Regions from separate parts of the Sus scrofa genome. Here region 2 is linked to region 1. A link is a contact called in public HiChIP or PLAC-seq data. All regions are on one chromosome and are shown on one strand. Each heading gives the region's core, a stretch centred on a gene start, on an enhancer-like site or on the middle of the called end of the contact. The rest is flanking DNA. Distances are from core to core; before and after follow the strand shown.

Region 1 (4,159 bases), core at 715-3,214:
TGGGCCTGAAATCAAAAATAAAGAGGAATGCTATGCTAATTTTCTTTTCCATAACTTCTCTATCAAAATCAGCTTTCTAGGGTCCAAACGGAAGAGCAATATTTCACAATTCACGACAGAAGTCATGACTTCAGCCCACTATATTCAGCCAAACCTCAGCCTGTCCTGCTGCTGCATGTCAAGTGTTCTACAAGATCCATACCTGTGAAATCAGCTCCTCTGGAATCACAGATGCTGGAATAACTGGCTGGGGTTGGCTGCCCAAAAGTCCAGACCCTCGATCCCGTCCAGTTCGAATTACTCGAGTCTGCCGGCGGGAATCTCGAGCTCCAGCTGACGATCGACCAGAGGATCCTCCTCCACTTCCCCCCACTCCAGAACTCCAGCGGCTTCTAAAGACAGAGTTTACAGAATGAGCATTTTAGACAGTCATTCTGAAAGATCACTTTGGGTCTCATTTTCATCCTCTTAAGCGAAGATATGATAAAGCTATTGTTTCTAATTGACATAATATGTTATAGTAGCATCTTGATAGAATAAGAAAATGGAACTGAGCTTTATGGTAACACTTCCAATTTTTTTTTAAGTGCTTCAGTATAAACTCACTTTGTAGAAAGATAAATGTCACACATTTTCACCTTTTAAAATAATTTTTATTTTACTTATTTACTTTTCTCTTTTTTGTCTTTTTAGGGCCATATCCACGACATACAGAGGTTCCCAGGCTCCGGGTCGAACCAGAGCTATAGCTGCAGCTGCAGGCCCTACACCACAGTCACAGCAATGCCAAGTCTGTAAGCCACTGAGTGATGCCAGGGATCGAACCCGCATCCTCATAGATACTAGTCAGGTTGGTTAACACTGAGCCACAACAGGAAATCCTAAAATAATTTTTAAAAGAACCACATACCAAGCATTTCTACTCACAAGCCTAAAATGAGTTACAGAACTCATCTCACCTTTGCATGAAAAACCTATCCCACATAACTACCACATAACTACTTTTCTGTAACAAAAAAAGTAAAATTCAGACATGTAAAGACACAACAAATAAATGGAAAGACACCCATGTTCACGGATCAGAAGACTTAATATTGTTAAGATGTCCACACTGCTCAAAGCAATCCACAGATTCATCACAATCCCTATCAAAATCCTAATGGATTTTGTTCCTCAAAGGACACAATCAAAGAGGAGGCAATCTACAGAACAGAAGAAAACATTTGCAGATTATATATCTAATAAGAGGTTACTATTCAAAATATATAAAGAGCTCCTACACTCAATAACATCAAATAACCTGATTTAAAAGGAGGCAAAAAATATGAACAGACATTTCTCCAAAGTTAATACACAAGTGACCAAATAAAGATCACTTATCTTGAGAGAAATGCAAATCAAAACTGCAATAATATATCACCTCACACCCAACAGAATGGCTACCATCAACGAAAAAAAAAAAAAGAAAAATTACAAGTGTTGACAAGGATGAACAGAAATTGGAATTCATATGAACTGTTCTTTACATTGTAAAATAGTGCAGTGCTATGAAAAACAGTATGAAGTTTCCTCAAAAATTAAAAACAGAACCACCATATATGACTCAGCAATCATACTTCTGGGTATCTATCCAAAGGAACTGAAAGCAGAGTCCCAAAGAGATATTTGCATACTCATGTTCACAGCAGCATTATTCACAATAGCCAAGAGGAGGAAGCAACCTGAATATCCATCAAAGAATGAATGAATGAACACACAAAATGGGTATATACATATATTGTAATATTATTCAACCTTAAAAAGGATGGAAATCCTGACACATGCTTCAAACACAGATGAACCCTGAATATGCTAAGTGAAATGAGCCATGACAAAAAGACAAATACTGCAGGACTCCAAATATACAATGCACAAATACACAATGTACCAACACACAATGACCTAAAGCAGTCAAACCCCCAGAAACAGAAAGTAAAACAGTGGTTTGCCAGGGGCTAGGGAGAAGGGTAAAGGGAGCTGTTTATTAACGTTTCAGGTTTACAAGGTGAAAAAGTTAAAGAGATCTCTTTCACAACAACATGAACATACTTAGTATTACTGAAATGTGCAGTTTAAATGGTTAAGCAGGTAAATTTTGTGTTTTGTTTTTTATCATGACTAAAAAAAGTCATGGGTTATCAAAAAGCAATAGTCCAGAAAATAGACTTTTCTTTTCAAGTTATTGCACTGTGACAATTATGTAATGGAAAATAATACAGGATCAGTGAAAAATAAATATGTATTCAAATCAAAAATTAAATCAACACTTACTTGTAGCTCATGATTTCTTATAAATTGTCAAAATGACTTAAGTCAAGTGGAACTTTATCTTTGTGGAAGTTTCGAATGGTCAAAAGCTAAATATATTATTTCAACTTGAAAACAGGAGGAAGTACACTAAAGAGTTTTAAAAAGATATAATTAGGGTGACTAGACATCCCAGCTTGCCCAAGATAATTCCAGTATAAGCAGCCTACCGTCTGAGACTAATCATTAATTTCACTCCACAATGTCCCAGTTTGGATAATAAATTATATGACCAACATAAATATAAGTAATACTTGATATTTCCACCAGGAAATGCATACCATTTCTCCCTCCCCCATGCAAATAATGCTAGGAACCTGATCAGATATACTATTCTAATGCACATCAATTCTTGACAGACCTTACAGGTATCACAAACTCAAAACTCCATGAGGAGTAGACAGGTTACTTATTTATAAATCAAGATAACAAGGAAGAGTGAAGAATATCTAAAACATTCATTTCTTTTAAGAGCTGCTAGATTAATCCATCAAAACACCAACTGGTGCCAATTTGCCATCTCTGCTACACAAACCCTCCACTGAGGTTAACTGAAAGACAGAGATCAAAATATCTCAGGCTTGCCCATTAACCTGACTGCTACCATGGAGACTACCCTGTTTTTCTCTCTCACACCTGCAGGGCAGGTGTCAGAATCTAAACAACCTACCAGCGTCCCTACCTCAACTGCTCTAACAGTCCTCTAACCAGCTTGCTACCTTGCTACCTAGACTAAGTACACACCAACAGAGGCTCGTCAGTGGTCATAAACACAAAAGGCAGTACTGGAATCCCCTTTTTATTTATAATTATGGTGAGGTATATAATTTTCAATATTAAGCTCAAAAATAATGTCAAAACCAGTTTCTATTATCTATACCTTGCTCATCAAATTACTCCTAAAATTTGACCACATTATAAATACTCAAGGTACACAAAAGTTACCCAGATCAACTGAGAAAAATCACACCCAGTATGGAATTAATCCAGACCTTGCAACCTTAAAGCCCATGGGTCAAGTCTTGTCCATACACCTTGTTTGTTGGTTGGTTTGTTAAAAAAAAAAAAAAAAAAAACAGCATCAAAAACAAGAAAAATCTGAGAAACTGTCAGTCAAGAGATGCATAAGAAGGAATGATGACTATATGTACTGCAGTATAAGGATCTTAAAAAAATAAGGGAATATGAACAGCCTTGACCTTCAGCTGATAATAATTTATCAATATGCATTAATTTTAAAAATGCACCATGCTAATGTTACATGCAAATAGTGAAAAACTAGGTATGAAGTATATAGGAGTTCTCAGTACTATCTTTGTAATTCTTTTGTTATCTAAAACTGTTCTAGGGAGTTCCCACTGTGGTACCATGTGTTTAGGACCTGACTGCAGCATCTCAGGTCTCTGTAGAGATGTGGGTTCAAGCCCCGGCTCCAGCACAGTAGGTTGAGGCCCTGGTGTTGCCACAGCTGCACAGGTTGCAGCTGCAGCTCAGATTTATCCCTGGCCTGGGAACTTCCATGTGCCACAGGTGTGACCAAAAAAAAAAAAAAAAAAGAAAAAAAAATTGCTCTAAAATACAAAGTTTTGGAGTTCCCATTACAGCGCAGCGGAAATGAATCCAACTAGGAACCTTGAGGTTGCGGGTTCGATCCCTGGCCTCGCTCAGGGGATTAAGGATCCAGCATTGCCATGAGCTGTGGTGTAGGTCGCAGACGAGGCTCGGATCTGGCATTGCTGTGGCTGTGGTATAGGCTGGCAGCTACAGCTCTGATTAGACCCCTAGCCTGGGAACCTCCATATGCCGTGGGTGC
Region 2 (4,159 bases), core at 874-3,373, 170 kb after region 1:
GTTCTGATGATGCTCTTTTCTCGGAAGAGATGCATATATAATTTCGGTAATTAAAACATTTAATCTGGTGATTACACTCACAAAAAGAAACCACTCGAATTCACCCTGGTGGGGGAGGCTTCCATCCAGCTGTTACAAACCAGAGCTTTCTGCCCCCTCACCCCCCCTCCTTTCCTTTGAGGGAACAGCCCACCTGCTTGGGGATGCTCCCCTGTCCCTCACCATACACACGACTTCGACTTTGGAGTGGGAGTGTGCCTGGCCAGATGGCCCCCAGCATTACTGTCCTCTGCTGGGAAGCAGGTTTGATTTCTGAAACACAGTGTTTATTTTTAAAAAGAGCTAAAGAAAAAGCTGATTCAGTGTTACTCTAGAGCAATTCCTTAAGGGAAAATAATACCCTTAAGGCCAGACATGTGGTAAAAACCTTTTTGGTTTAAGGAAAACCAGCTGCTGTGTCAAATAAATTCACCCGAGGGGCTTATTGAACGAGGGGATTCCCAGGTCCGCCCCGGGCCTCCTGAAACAGAAACCTGGGCTGGGGCCCGGAATTGCACTTTTTAATAAGCTCCCCGGGTGATTCATTTGCCTCCTAAAGTTTGGGAGTCACTGAGAGGTGGGGACACCCACTCAGCATCAGTGCTGGGTTGGGGTGTCACAGGGAGTCACTCAGGGAAGGAAGTGCCTGAGCTCACCTGGCAGCCTCTGTGCCTCCTTTGGAAATGACAAACGAGAAAATGACGCGCAATTAAGCTTTTTATGAGGCAGTTAATCTGTCATCCCCTCTTGCACCTCAAAGCCAGCCTCCCTGACCCCGGTAATCAGGAAAGTCACCGAGACTCCCCATGTTGTGTGGGCTGGAGGATGACAGAGCAGAAGTCAGAAGTCCCCAGATGTTGCCTGTCAACCAGGGAAACAGAACAGGTGCAGCCTCACCCTGGCTGGGTTCTAAGTCTCGGAAGCGGCTGAGCAGGAGCCGGGAAGACCTACAGATATTTCTTTCTTTCTTTTTTTTTTTTTTATTACTCGAATGAATTTATCACATCCTACAGATATTTCTGTAATGGTTCCCAGACGTCAGCCTGATCCAGGGTCTGGACCTGGGCCATCCAGAGAACTTATTAAAAATATAGATTTCAGAGTTCCCATTGTGGCACAGCAGAAACGAATCTGACTAGGAACCATGAGGTTGCAGGTTCGATCCCTGGCCTTGCTCAGTGGGTTAAGGATCCAGTGTTGCCGTGAGCTATGGTGTAGGTTGCAGAAACCGCTTGGATCCCATGTTGCTGTGGCAGTGGTGTAGGCCAGTGACTACAGCTCCGATTCGACGCCTCGCCTGGGAACCTCCATATGCCATGGGAGCAGCCCTAGAAAAGGCAAAAAGACAAACGAAAAAAGAGAGAGAAACTAGACCTCAGAGGGCAGGGGAGCCATGATCCTGCCGCCCTCGATTCTACCTCCTAACGGGGTTGTGTAATTCACACTTGTTTTGCTCTCCTTTAGCACCGGAAACTTCCAGAATGATGGGGAGGGTGAGATGAAGGTTCTAATTGCGCAGGCTGCTGGCTCCTGCGAGGGTTTGTTGTTTTTTAAGGGGCATTTCCAGTGGTGTGTTATAAGTGGGTACTCGGGGGAGAAAAAAGAAAGCAAAAGCCCTGATTCGTAATGTTTGTTGATTTCCCTGGAGCAAATCCTCCCTCTGTGGCCTCTTTCAAGCTACAAATGTGATGTCACCGGCCATGAAGTTGGATGGAAAGTTACGAACAGTTGGCTCTCTCTCTGCTGGCAGGAGGCTGCTCCAGCACACCTCGAGATGGTCCCCCATTCAAAGGGGACCCTCCTAAAAAATTCAGCAGTATCTGCAGCAACATTACCATGCCGGAACCCCCGGGGATGGAGACAGGCAGAGTAACTGGGAAAAGCAAGGGAACACCGCCTGGGCGGTTCAGCGTGGCTTCTCCTCTCCAGGCTCCAGCTTCCAACAAAAAGCCAGCAGCCTGCCTAAGGCAGAGCCCTACTTCCTAAGGAGGTGGGGGCCTGCAGCGGAAGCAGGAACTAAGCACTTCGGGTCAGGGAAGGGAGGTCTTTCGTTCTGAATTCTGTTCGTAATCACTCAGTGACAATCTAGCGTTCACGAGAAAGGAAATGGAGAAATTGCCCACAGCCCTGGTATCTGGACAAGCAGATGCTGCAACCTTAGCTGCAGCCAAAGGCCGAGGAAGAAGCGCTTGGGATAAAATGTTCTGCACAACCTGAATTGGAGTGGAATGGAAAATATCCAATTAATCACTCAAATTTGGATCTAAGGAATCATGATGCTCAGTTATGTATTTCAAGTACGTTTAAAAACTGCTCTGGGGAGACATGTGAAACCTGTGATGGATGTAAAATTAGCACATATTTTCTCAAGTAGGTGAAAATGTGTTGGGTAAATAATGGGAAAGAAAGTAGAGGCTTCCTACTCATCTGCACGAGTGAAGCTGGGACGGAGTGGGGAGAAAACGATAAGGCAAATCCCAGATTTCCTGTGAAGTATCTCCTGGTCCTCAGGGAGGGCTGGCTGGTCCTGAGAGAAAAGCAGTCAATGGTCTGCTCTGTTCCTATGGTTCCATTAACATGTCAGGCAGATTCTGAGCGAAAGACGAGGAATTGCAGGGAGACAGCAGAATACAGGGACTGCTTTATTTATTTCTTTGTTTGTTTATTTGTCCTTTCACAGCACATGGAGGTTCCCAGGCTAGGGGTCTAATCAGAGCTGTAGCCGCCAGCCTACAGCACAGCCACAGCAATGCTGACCTGAGCTGCATCTGCGACCTACACCACAGCTCACAGCAACGTCGGATCCTTAACTCACTGAGCAAGGCCAGGGATCGAATCCACAATCTCATGGTTCCTAGTCGGATTCGTTAACCACTGAGCCACGACGGGAACTCCAGGAATTGCTTTATTTTTAAGCCACTTCCTGTTGCAAGAACTCAAGCCTGGAGCGTGTGGGTGCTCCTGTGTGTTTATGTTTGTGGTGAAAGTAAGGGAAAGCTAGTAAAATCCCATTTTACTTACAAACAAGCAGTTGAGATCCTGCCACACAATGAGCCACTATAAATATTTGCTGGTGGGGCTGGCTGATGAACAGATGCTCCGGAGCCAGTCGGGGCCCTGGCTGGTGGGAACCAAGCATTCACATCTCTTCTCAACTTGACATCAGTGACATGACCCTGACAGCTTGAAAATTGGCTGCAGTGGGAGTTTTTACACCACAGGAATTGGCAGATTCTACAAATCAGGTTGTTTGTCCCTGGAGAGCCAGTTGTTAGAGATCTACCACCCTCCCACTGCGGGCCACTTATTCTAACGGGAGGTTGGATCACAACCACATGTCTTAGTCTGCTCAGGTCCTCATTGCAAAATACCACAGACTGAGTGCCTGAAACAACAGATATTTATTTTCTCACAGCTATGGCCCTGGCATCTCTTCCACTTCTTATAAGGATACCAGGCAGATTGAATTAGGGCCTACTCGTATGACCTCATTTGACCTTAGGAAGGCCCAATGTCCAAACACAGTCACATTGGGTGCTCTGTACCTGGGGCAATGGCTTGAGGTACCTCTGGTCACAGCACCCAGGAGCATGAATGTTCCTTTCCGACCCTGACAGATACTCTGGCCCGCCACAGCCCTGCTGCTCCATCCTCTGCTTCTCCACCATCAGCTAGAGCCTTTGCCAGTTCTCCATCAGTCCCTTCATCCATCAAGCCTTTCTTTTTTCTTAATTTTTAATTTTTTTTCTTTTTGCCATTTCTTAGGCCGCTCCTGCGGCATATGGAGGTTCCCAGGCTAGGGGTCTAATCAGAGCTGTAGCCACCGGGCTATGCCATAGCCATAGCAATGCGGGATCCGAGCCGTGCCTGCGACCTACACCACACTCACAGCAACGCCAGATCCTTAAGCCACTGAGCAAGGCCAGGGATCGAACCCGCAACCTCTTGGTTCCTAGTCAGATTTGTTAACCACTGAGCCACGACGGGAACTCCAGCGACTCCCTTCTCCTTGGGAACATCTCCCACCCCTCCAATGAGTCCAGCTTGGTAGGGAGGTGGGGCAGTGAGGAAGAACGCATAGACTGGGGGCAGGAGGCATGAGGGCAGGGGGTGGTTGTTA

What was found. HiChIP or PLAC-seq counts read pairs in DNA pulled down with a chosen protein or histone mark.
Region 2: a contact with region 1 is called in an H3K27ac HiChIP or PLAC-seq map of alveolar macrophages. The contact joins two enhancer-like sites. A contact is called at or near these places in 2 of 47 Hi-C or Micro-C datasets (embryonic fibroblasts and epiblast stem cells) and 1 of 2 datasets of contacts at active chromatin or transcription factors (alveolar macrophages).

The regions. Positions count from the first base shown.
Region 1 is chr4:34,703,471-34,707,629 of Sscrofa11.1, reverse strand. UBR5 (E3 ubiquitin-protein ligase UBR5) reads right to left here. Exons shown (of 59, transcript XM_021089039.1): 6 at 203-392; 7 at 1-5. Among named protein-coding and RNA genes, the nearest start is that of UBR5, 60 kb to the right of the region's middle. Within about 2 kb of position 1,964, at least 2 of the 83 cell types and tissues checked have an H3K27ac peak or open chromatin away from gene starts, as enhancers often do. A contact at or near this core is called in alveolar macrophages, where this site is marked.
Region 2 is chr4:34,533,600-34,537,758 of Sscrofa11.1, reverse strand. No RefSeq gene overlaps it. Among named protein-coding and RNA genes, the nearest start is that of ODF1, 15 kb to the right of the region's middle. Within about 2 kb of position 2,123, at least 6 of the 83 cell types and tissues checked have an H3K27ac peak or open chromatin away from gene starts, as enhancers often do. A contact at or near this core is called in alveolar macrophages, where this site is marked.